Linked DNA regions of Zea mays: region 2 is linked to region 1. A link is a contact called in public Hi-C data. All regions are on one chromosome and are shown on one strand. The core of a region is the stretch at or near the end of the contact, and the rest is flanking DNA. Distances in the headings are between cores, read along the strand shown.

The links. Hi-C and Micro-C count contacts between places; a contact is called where the count stands out from the background.
Region 2: a Hi-C map of bundle sheath shows a contact between it and region 1, with 8 times the contacts expected there. The contact joins the promoter of LOC111591128 here to the promoter of LOC108961162 in region 1. A contact is called at or near these places in 3 of 25 Hi-C or Micro-C datasets (bundle sheath, endosperm and leaf mesophyll).

The regions. Positions count from the first base shown.
Region 1 is chr3:50,425,610-50,430,735 of Zm-B73-REFERENCE-NAM-5.0, forward strand. LOC108961162 reads left to right here and starts at 3,215. Exons shown (of 3, transcript NM_001346811.1): 1 at 3,215-3,472; 2 at 3,548-4,068; 3 at 4,492-4,869. The coding sequence starts at 3,918. The coding sequence ends at 4,667. LOC103650064 reads right to left here and starts at 2,902. Exons shown (of 3, transcript XM_008675731.4): 1 at 1,728-2,902; 2 at 1,249-1,441; 3 at 894-1,148. The coding sequence starts at 2,233. The coding sequence ends at 1,059.
Region 2 is chr3:51,080,479-51,085,042 of Zm-B73-REFERENCE-NAM-5.0, forward strand. LOC111591128 reads left to right here and starts at 3,114. Exons shown (of 1, transcript XM_023301969.1): 1 at 3,114-4,564. The coding sequence starts at 3,911. It overlaps LOC100037796 (protein kinase-like), which reads left to right and starts at 2,204. Exons shown (of 13, transcript NM_001112497.2): 1 at 2,204-2,915; 2 at 3,045-3,107. The coding sequence starts at 2,721.

The sequences.
Region 1 (5,126 bases), core at 1,965-4,464:
TCAGTGGAGTTTCGAAAACTCTAAAAAATACCACGGTTTTAAATAAACCATAGCATTTAAAGCGGTGTTTTGCCTCAATAAATCAAACACCTTTGTGTTTCAATACTATAGTATCATCAAATACCGTAGTGTTATTTTAAAATATTTCTAAACAGGGCTTAAACATCTAATGTGATAGGTACTAAAATATAGCATATGAAAACGAACGGGCTATAATCAACTTTTGCTTGAAGGGTGGAGTTCTAAACAAAGTCAGTTTTCCTTATCTAATCAGCTTGCTTGAACGGTGGGCCACAGACTACGCAACCTTTTCCGACGGCTAAAGTACAAATTTTATTCTAACGGAGAAAACGAACCAGGGCCTTAAAAGTTCACTAGGTAAATGCCCGTACGTTGCTACGGAGTGAACATAGGTAAATGCCCGTACGTTGCTACGAAGTGAACATATTCTGATAAGATGCATTGAAATTCAAAAATACTAATTGCCATTTGACGGGAGAGCGTGAGGAGCGGTGCTTAGGCTGCAAATATAATTATTCTTTATTTTCAAACAGTAAGTTACACGTGGTCTAGTGGTTAACGAGTAGAGGGACGTAAGTTCGAGTGCTCGCTTTGCACTATTTTTTGCGGACGCTGTGCGTAGAGAGTGCAGTCATGGTAGACTGGTAGCATCAGGTGACCACATTAGGTCCTTAATAGAGTAGTATAGACTAAAACTTGATCTTATCACGTTCCTATTCCTCTGTCTATTTCAACCCTTTTATTTTTGGTTCCTGGAAGTGTTGCTGTCATGACGAAGGCATACCCAAGTTTTGAAAGGGATGATCTGATTTTGCTCCAGGAGATTGCCAGCTACATGATTTTTGCTTGTGGAGCTGTCTATGTGATCTCGGTAAGAAAGAATTTTGGATGTTCATATTGATGTCTAGGAGATTGTCAGCGTATTGCAAGTCACAAATTACCATCCACACTGATTTAGAGCCAAAATTTCGACGTGTCAGCTTAATTACTTGCTGGCCCAAACTAAGCATGCTCACAGAGAGAGCTGACCCAAACAATTAAGCTCTGGGGTAAGCATGAACAGTGGAGTCACCGAGCACCTTGCGAGCACGCGCGTACACGGCGTTGACAGACTCTGATGTTCCCATCTGGGTATATAATCAAGTTTTAGCCTTGTTATTCTGAAATGAGAAAACACCCACCCACATCCACACACATATACATGGTAGCAGTGATGTGTGGTCTCACCTTGAGCTCCAGGCTATAGTAGCTCCTCCACACTTCCCTTTCCTGGGGATACATGTCGACCACTGAATCATATAGTCGTCGAGCATTTGTGAGGGCGCCATGGTTTCCGAGCGATGCAAGGCTCACCTCCAGCTCTATGCAGTATTGCATCAACTTGAGGCTTGGCCGAGGTAAAGCAAGCAATCTGTGTCGACTGCAACAAGCAAAAGGCCAAGGTGTCATCAGGTCCCAACACTTAGGAGGCAATATTGACTGCATGCAGTTACTTCTTTTTTCCTGTTTTAACTTCAATGCACTCAGCAATGGGATGGGACTCCGGAGAAAGGCGGGAAAACAAGCATGACCTATTAAAACCAATACTACAAGTATTTAATGGAAAAACAATTTCATGGCCTGAAATGCATCACGAACGATTTCAAGCACAGTCATAGTAGTAAGGTAAAACCCAAAGTTTGTCAATGTTGATATAAGGAACTTACCATGTGCCAAACAGATCAAACAGAGAGCTCAAGTTCTCCTTATTCAATGGAGAGCTGCCAGAAGCAGTCGCCAACGAATTTATCTCCATAGAAGCTCTCAGGATCCACAAATTTGCAGCACTTGAAAGAGGGCCATCACAAAGCTTTTCTGCAAGAGACTTAGCTTCCTCCAGTCTTAGCTCCGTCGTGTTTAGCGTGCTGTTCGAGGAAGCGATGGAGTTGGAGCACAGCGTCAGCGACAACTCCCTCGTCGCCACCGCGGACGCGTTGGCTCCACTGCAGGCGGCGAGCGGGTAGTGGAGGCCTCCCTCGTTGGAGAGCCCGGCCCCGGCGAGGTGGTATGTGTCATGGGCCGGCACGGTTACTGATCCGCCGGCGCTGGTACAGATATCGTACGACTTCTTGGATGACGACCAGACCGCCATGGCCCTGGATTGGCTGGGGCACCGCAAGCTCGCCACGACGTGGCTGTCGCAGCCGGCGACACCGTATAGCTCGTCGTCCATCTCGTCTGACGGCGTCCTCCCGCCGGCACGATCATCCCATGGCAGCGCGGGGGCGTTAGCGAGGAGCTGGCTGGCGAAGGAGGCCAGCACGTTGTTGTTCGCCTCGTAGTGCGCGCCCAGATCCGCCGTCGACCGCCACGTTGCTGAGGCCGAACCCGAAGCCGCCCTGGTCAAGAAGCACGTTGGGGTGGAAGTGTAGCACCTCGGCGCTCATAATGTCGCCGCCTCCGTAGCCGAGGTCGAGAAATCCATGGACCGTGGTAATGGGGAGAGAATATCTGGGACCTTCCATATCATGCGGGCGCGGTAATGGGAGAGGAGATCTGGCTCCCACGCCATTTTTGCCGCGGGCCAAGGAGGAGGTGGCGGACCTTCCATGGATGGCAGACCTCCCACTGACTCGAGAAATCCATGGACCGCGGTAATGGGGAGAGGAGATCTGCGGCAGATTTTGATGGCGCGGGCGCGGTAATGGGAGGAGTTGAGGTGGCGGATCCACGGCGCGTAGAGAGCGGCGAATGGTACAGAGGGCGGCGAATGGTACAAAGGACCTTCCATTGAGGTGGCTATAGCGGGGGCGAGGAGCGTGTAGAGAGCGGCGATAGCGGAGGCGTGGCGTCGGGCTAGGCGGGGGCGGGGGCGGGGGCGTCAGGCTTCACCAAAATAAAATGTGGACGCCCTCGATAGTATCTTATGTAGTAGTAGAGAAACGGTGTGGCCACGTATAATCTCTCTTCCCTTCTGCCCACAGCGGATCCGTCAACAACTGGATGACGCATGCAATGACGCTAATTCCGTCCAGAATACCAGCCCAGCACGGTCTCCTCCTGCGACCAGCTGTCACAGCTCACGGCCAATGATCTCCCGACACGTGATCTCTATGTGAGCCGTTCGAATCGAACCGCCTCATCTCCGCCGCTCGCTTTGGCCAACGGGAGAGGGTACCATAAATACATTTGTTTCCGCCAATTATTCGTCGATAACCAAGAACAAACCATTGTTGGACGCGTTCCCCTCCTGCACGCAACCTCATCTCGTCCTCCAGATCCTGGATGGCCGTCCTCCTTGATACCTTGCCTCGCGAGTGCTCTCGGTGAGCTACTTTGTTTTGATTTATCAGGAAATCCGTTTGCTTCATGTTATGCAGGCTCAGATCTGATTGCTGGATTCGGCATCTTACGGGCTTGAATAGAGCTAGGACTGGGAGAAAACAACAAACCCGCGTTGGATCCTGTATCGGTTAGTCCTTGCCTTCAAGGTTCATGTTGTTTTGTTTTGGTGGTCGAGCATCGCATGTTCTGCTTCTGGTTCCAGATCTGGAGAAATTTCTAAGTCGTCGTCGTCGTCGTCGTTCGGTTCGGAGCGGATCTGAGGCGACGATGGCTGGAGGCGGCGGGATCTCTTGGTCTGCAGTCCTGCTTCACCTCGATGGATGATGTCTCTGCGCTGATAATTATTGGATCAATTTCGATAATTATTAGTAGATCTATGAGATATGCCGCCTGGAAGAGGCGAGGTAAGCTGCAGCATGTAAAAGTCTGCGTGCGTCGACAGCAAAAAAGAGAAAAAAAGATGTGACATCCTAGAGGAGGCCTTTGCCATGATGGGTGCGCTCGCATGGCAGGCCAGGTATTAATAAAAAGATGATTATTGTGTGCCGGGGGAGGAGATCGCACGGGGGTTGATGTTTTTGGCCCCGGGGTCTCCTCCCTCATCTTGTTCCGTGTTCCTGTATCCGTTGTTTCCGCGCCTGTTGGTCCGCTGCGCACGCCGGATTTTTGCATCGAGCACGGAGATCTACAACAAAAACATGGAGCTACGACGCGACTCCCAAGGTACAATCGGTAATTATGTTCAAACAATTTTTAAGTCGTTCTGCGCTCCTTCTATTACGAGCAACGTTTTATATTCTGTGCTTGCATAATGAATCGAAGAAATCCTGACACCAATCGAACTGAAGATCCTGAAACGCACGTTAATACCGTTGACGTCCGCTTCACCCAGCTCGATTTTCAGTCTTGTAATACTAATCGCTCCATGAGTCTGAAGTGTGCAAAAATTTAGGTCGCAGCTACACAAATTTACATGCTGGTTCTGTTCAACCCGTGAATCTCCTAAGGTCACAGCGTTTTTATTTCATTCTATATTATATTTCAGTCTGGACTAATGTTGAGATCTCCATATGTATCTACGTCTAAGCATTTTTCATTTGTATTTACCATGTTGGTCAATTGGGATATTTGTTTCTTGTATGTTAGCATGTTTGAACCATAGCAATTGGTGGACGTGTGTAGAGAAGATTGCAAAACTGCAGTATGATGGATTCCACTATTCATCAACCGAGATCATGGCGCGCTTCAATCGTGGCTACGCTGATGGGGAATTGATCCGTTATGGCTCGTGGCTGTGGAGATGTGGAACTCATTGGTTATAGTGTGCTTCAATCATGGGTCATGGCGATGCTGATGGAACTGATTTGTTACCAAGGTTTAAGTTTTCGCTACCGTTGGACGGCCTGACTGGTACTTTGCCCTGTTGACTGTTTGAGAACGTACTGCCCAGGTTTACTTAATACTTGCTGCTTTTTGACGGTACTGTACATATTGTTCGACAATTTATTTCTTGGCAGTTCAATTCGTCCATTTAGAATTTCTAGGGGCACGAGAGCATGTGTTACCCTGGAGATCAATTTCATGCTGCTTTTTGTAATTGATCATGCTGCTTTTTGTTACAAAGTTCCCTATTCTATTTTCAATTTGATTGAGGGTTGCAAAATTCATGGCGTTGTGAGGGAATTGATTCCAGTGAAGGCGATGGCGACTGGTAATTTGATATCGGTGGGTTGGGAATTAGACTATCTCCACCAGATTGTCTATATTCAAATTACGCTCTA
Region 2 (4,564 bases), core at 1,864-4,363, 650 kb after region 1:
ATCCACTTTATTTGTTCCCTTGTATGATGTACTGTTTGCTTCCCAATTTGAATGGATGTATGTATGTATGCTTGCAATCGCATAGAGAACGATCCGGTTGAAGAGCCCGAGGAACTTGCAGGAGAAGCCCCTGGGCAGCAGTCGGTTGGTGGAGGCAAGTGTCCCTTGACCTATCTATGTCCTATTCATTATTTAATTCACCTCCCGCTGTATACATTTATGCCTAAAGATTGACTAGTTTTGTTATCCCTGTCCTTGCTTACCTATATGGGTTGGATTATTATTAGTTAGCTTTATGCTATTGCTCAACTCTAATCAATGAACATGATGAGATTATCTATGATACGCTGTTTTCCCTTCTCTTATTATGATGTTATACTTGTGGTCTTCAAGGGGGCTCGAGCGGTTTCTCGAGTGCCTCTCCGTAAGGACCTGTTCTATGGATGACCGCCTGGGAAAACAGTGCAACCATGAGGGTGGAATGGGGTGCCCTTAGCTGAATAATTAGAGGATCCGGAGTGTAGTTCACTTAGCCGTCGTGCCGTCAATGGGGCTCGGTGTATGCGGCTCGCTCTGCCAAGTTTGGGTTCGCCCCTTGGGGAGGAGTGCGGTGCATTTAGGAAACCTAACGGGTGGCTACAGCCCTGGGGAATCTTTGTAAAGGCTACGTAGTGATGCCCTGCTAGGCCACCTAGGTAGTGGTCAATGGGGAGTTGCTCTCTCCGGGCAGAATGAGAATCACGGCTTGTGGGTAAAGTGCACAACCTCTGCAGAGTGTTTAAAAACTGATATATCAGCCGTGCTCGCGGTTATGAGCGGCCAAGGGAGCTCCAGTGATTAGTGGTACTTGATCAGAGACATTATGGTACAGATGGCTATGAGATCGATGGTTTTGGTTATGACTATGGTGCTGGTAAGTGGTATTCTTTCCGTTTGGAAAGGGTACATCGGGTTAATAACTTGGGTTAAAGCTAAAACCTGGCTTTCTATTAGTAAATAATAACCTGACCAACTAAAAGCAACTGCTTGACTTATCCCCCACATAAAGCTAGTCCACTACAGCCAAACAGGATACTTGCTGAGTATGTTGATGTGTACTCACCCTTGCTCTACACACCAAACCCCCCCATCCCCAGGTTGTCAGCATTGCAACCACTGCTCAGGCGAAGATGAAGCTGTGGAAGGAGACTTCCAGGAGTTCCAAGACTACGACGAGTTCTAGGTGTGGGTTAGCGGCAACCCCCAGTCGGCTGCCTGTGAAGGCCGCGTTTATCTACGTTTCTTTTCCGCACTTTGATTTATTGTAAGGACTATATGGACGTCTCAGACGTATGATGTAATCAACTATTTTCCCCTTTTAATACTATTTTGAGCACTGTGTGATGATGTCCATGTTATGTAACTGCTGTGTACGTGAATAACTGATCCTGGCACGTACATGGTTCGCATTCGGTTTGCCTTCTAGAACCGGGTGTGACACTCATGGATCCTGCAAAATATGTGTCAGGATTTGGAGATCCATGCGAGCACTACACATGGTGCTCCTCCCTTGTGTTCTTGGCTCTTGCATGCATTAGGTCGTTTCTAAGACCATATTGACACAATAGACTCCATGGTGTTTGAGGTTGCTGAATTGGTTGGAGCAGCAATGATTTGTCACACTAACAATAAAAGGGAAGGTTATTTGTTTGTTTTAAACGTTACTAATTGCTACGAAGTACCATAATTTGTATAGAGCGCATCCAATTTTTATTGATGCCCGACTTTAGCAACCACTCAATATTTTAATCTATCTTTTTTATAAGTTTGAGTTCATGTGACTTAGAAACTTGAGCTCACAAATTTCATCTTATTTGGTCTATATATGGTGAAATTATGCCATTCTATATTTTCTGTTCGTTCAGTCAGTCGTTGTGAACTCTTTTCTAATCGCTCTCTTCATTAGCCGTGTTGTACCGAGACATATTAGATGGAGACATGGAGTAAACAACAATATCAGTTAGTCAAATAAAAAAAATATTATGCGAAGAGTGAAGACAATCAATAAAAAAATTTAAGATCTGTTTGGTGGATAGTTTACGGACAGTACGGGCAACCGACTAGTATGTATATCTGTGTCAAGAGTTTATAGCCACTCGGCCAAGCAATCTCGCTATTTCTCTCTGACTGCCTAGCGGAACTGGTGAATTTGATTCGCGTTATCAGCAATGAACATAGAGCTAGCTAAGAGGATCAAACTGAGGGGAGCGTTCATTGACCTGGCTGCTACGCGGAGGCCTGGTGGACGTAGCAGCAGCAAGGCCGCGTGGATTTGTCCCATTTGTTTTGTTTAATAGTAATATAATCGTGGACAGAGCAGAGGCTTTTGCGTGTGCGTTTACCAGTTGCCCATCCGGGTTACATCTCACGGAATCTGAGGCTGAGGCGACGGAGCGCAAGCAAGCAAGCAAGCGAAAGGGCAGGGCTGCCTGCCACACAAGAGACAAGGGAAGAGGAGAAGGGTAGACGAGTAGACGACTGTGATGAGGCTAGAAGAAGAGCAGGCAGGAGCTATAAGTACCCCGCCCCCTTCCACCCTCTCCTTCCACCTCCCTCCCTTGCTGCCTCATCCATTCCAGAGCTGCGAAGACAGACAGACAGAGAGAAAGAGGGATCGACGGAGCAAGGCGGGGCCGTGTCCGGTCACACACGAGCGAGCCCTCTCGGCCGCGCGTTTGTGAATGGTGAACGGCGAGCGGCGGGCGGACGCGGAGTGCACGCGGGCGTCGCTGCTGGGGAGGTATGAGATCGGGCGGACCCTCGGCGAGGGCAACTTCGGCAAGGTGAAGTACGCGCGCCACATCGCCAGCGGCGGCCACTTCGCCATCAAGATCCTCGACCGCAGCAAGATCCTCTCCCTCCGCATCGACGACCAGGTTGGGCATGCCACACACGTGTTTCGCCGCCGCGCGCTAGCCGTTTCAGATTCCAGTCCGGTCCGGTCCGCCGAGCATGCTGACGGCGGCTTCTTCGTCCATTTCGCTTTGCGCTGGCGCTGTTTGCAGATCAGGAGGGAGATCGGGACGCTCAAGCTGCTCAAGCACCCGAATGTCGTCCGCTTGCACGAGGTGCGTGGCACACCGAACTTGCTTCAAACCTCCCCTTTCGTATCGTTCCTTCATTTCTTCTTGGATTGGATCCTTCTCCTCCTCGCTCCTTCCAGCTCCAGCTGGACCAATTCCCCTTGTCTGCTGGACTGGTAAGATAGGATCCGATCCCGTATACTTCCATTCCATGACGCTAGAAAATGAACTTGCTGTGCTCCGTAAGGGATTATTAGGCTAGCTGTCCAGTTGTACTGTCCTGCAAGTAACGGACCATCTGGCTTTTACTTGGAACCAAAGGATTAGCGGTTTTTGCTTGCGCGGCCGGGATGAGACTCTTTCGTCACACACACACACAAACACAAAACAAAGGATCTCTTTTCTCTCTGCTAGCTCTCGTCGCTTGCTTCTCAACGCTGTTCACGCGGAAAACACCGGCGGGAGCTTTGGCTGACGTCCGGTCCTTCGATCCACGCCGCACGGCATCTCCGCCGGAGTTTTTACTCCGGCCGCTACCGGAATATGAGCCCCTGTCCTGGGCATAAAGCGGTTTCGCCTCGCCACGCCACATGCACCTGCAAGTAGAGAGAGAGGCCTGTCGAGACTCGAGAGTCTATAGTTCACGGGCTCTTCGCCTCTCGGGGTTCCAAAGCCAAAGGGGGAAAAAAAAAGGAAGGAAGAAGGCTCACGGGCTCCTGGAATTACGCTCAGGAAAAAAAATCGCGAGAAAACGATACGATTTTTCGCCAGGTTTTTTGTGAAATTGCTTGTAGTAATAATAACAAGGAAAAAAAAGTCATGTCCTTTGATTCTGTGACGAAAACCACATGCATTCCAAGCGAGACATCTCAGGCCACAGTTTCACACAGTCGCAGTGTGCCGGATACGAAAGCGATCCCATCCGGAGCGTCAGGTCCGTGACCGTCTCGTCTCCACTTGTACAAATGAAACCGACCACCGGCCGGGACGGTTCCCGTTTCGGCACAGTAGAGCAACACGGCACACGAAGGGGGCGGGCCCACCGCGCGCGGTACGCATGCCTCTTGGGCTACCCGTCGAGCCATGTGGCCGGCTTCCTGGTGGCCCCGCCACGTCGGCCTCACACGGTCCCGGTACATCTGGCCAGGCAGGTACTGCTGGAGTATTATGCATGCATCGTCGTGAGCTGGGTGCACCAAGTCACCCCACACCGCGTGGGCCTGCCCGCGACGCAACACTTGTCGCACGGGCCCCGCACACGTGTTCCGCGGGGCCCCCTTGGCTGCTCCTCTATCCTCCCCCCCGGGCCGCTGGCCGCGGCCACCAACTCTGTGCGCCTTGGTGTGACCGGTGGTCTCTGTGCTCCCAAGCTGAGCAGCAGCAATCGCCGTTCCGGAGGCCGGAGCACAGAGACGAGACCCGCCGAGCAGTTTGGGTTTTTTTTTTTTTTGATGATTTGGTGCACCTACCTAAAGAAGCCTTTGGCATCGAGTACGCCTAGT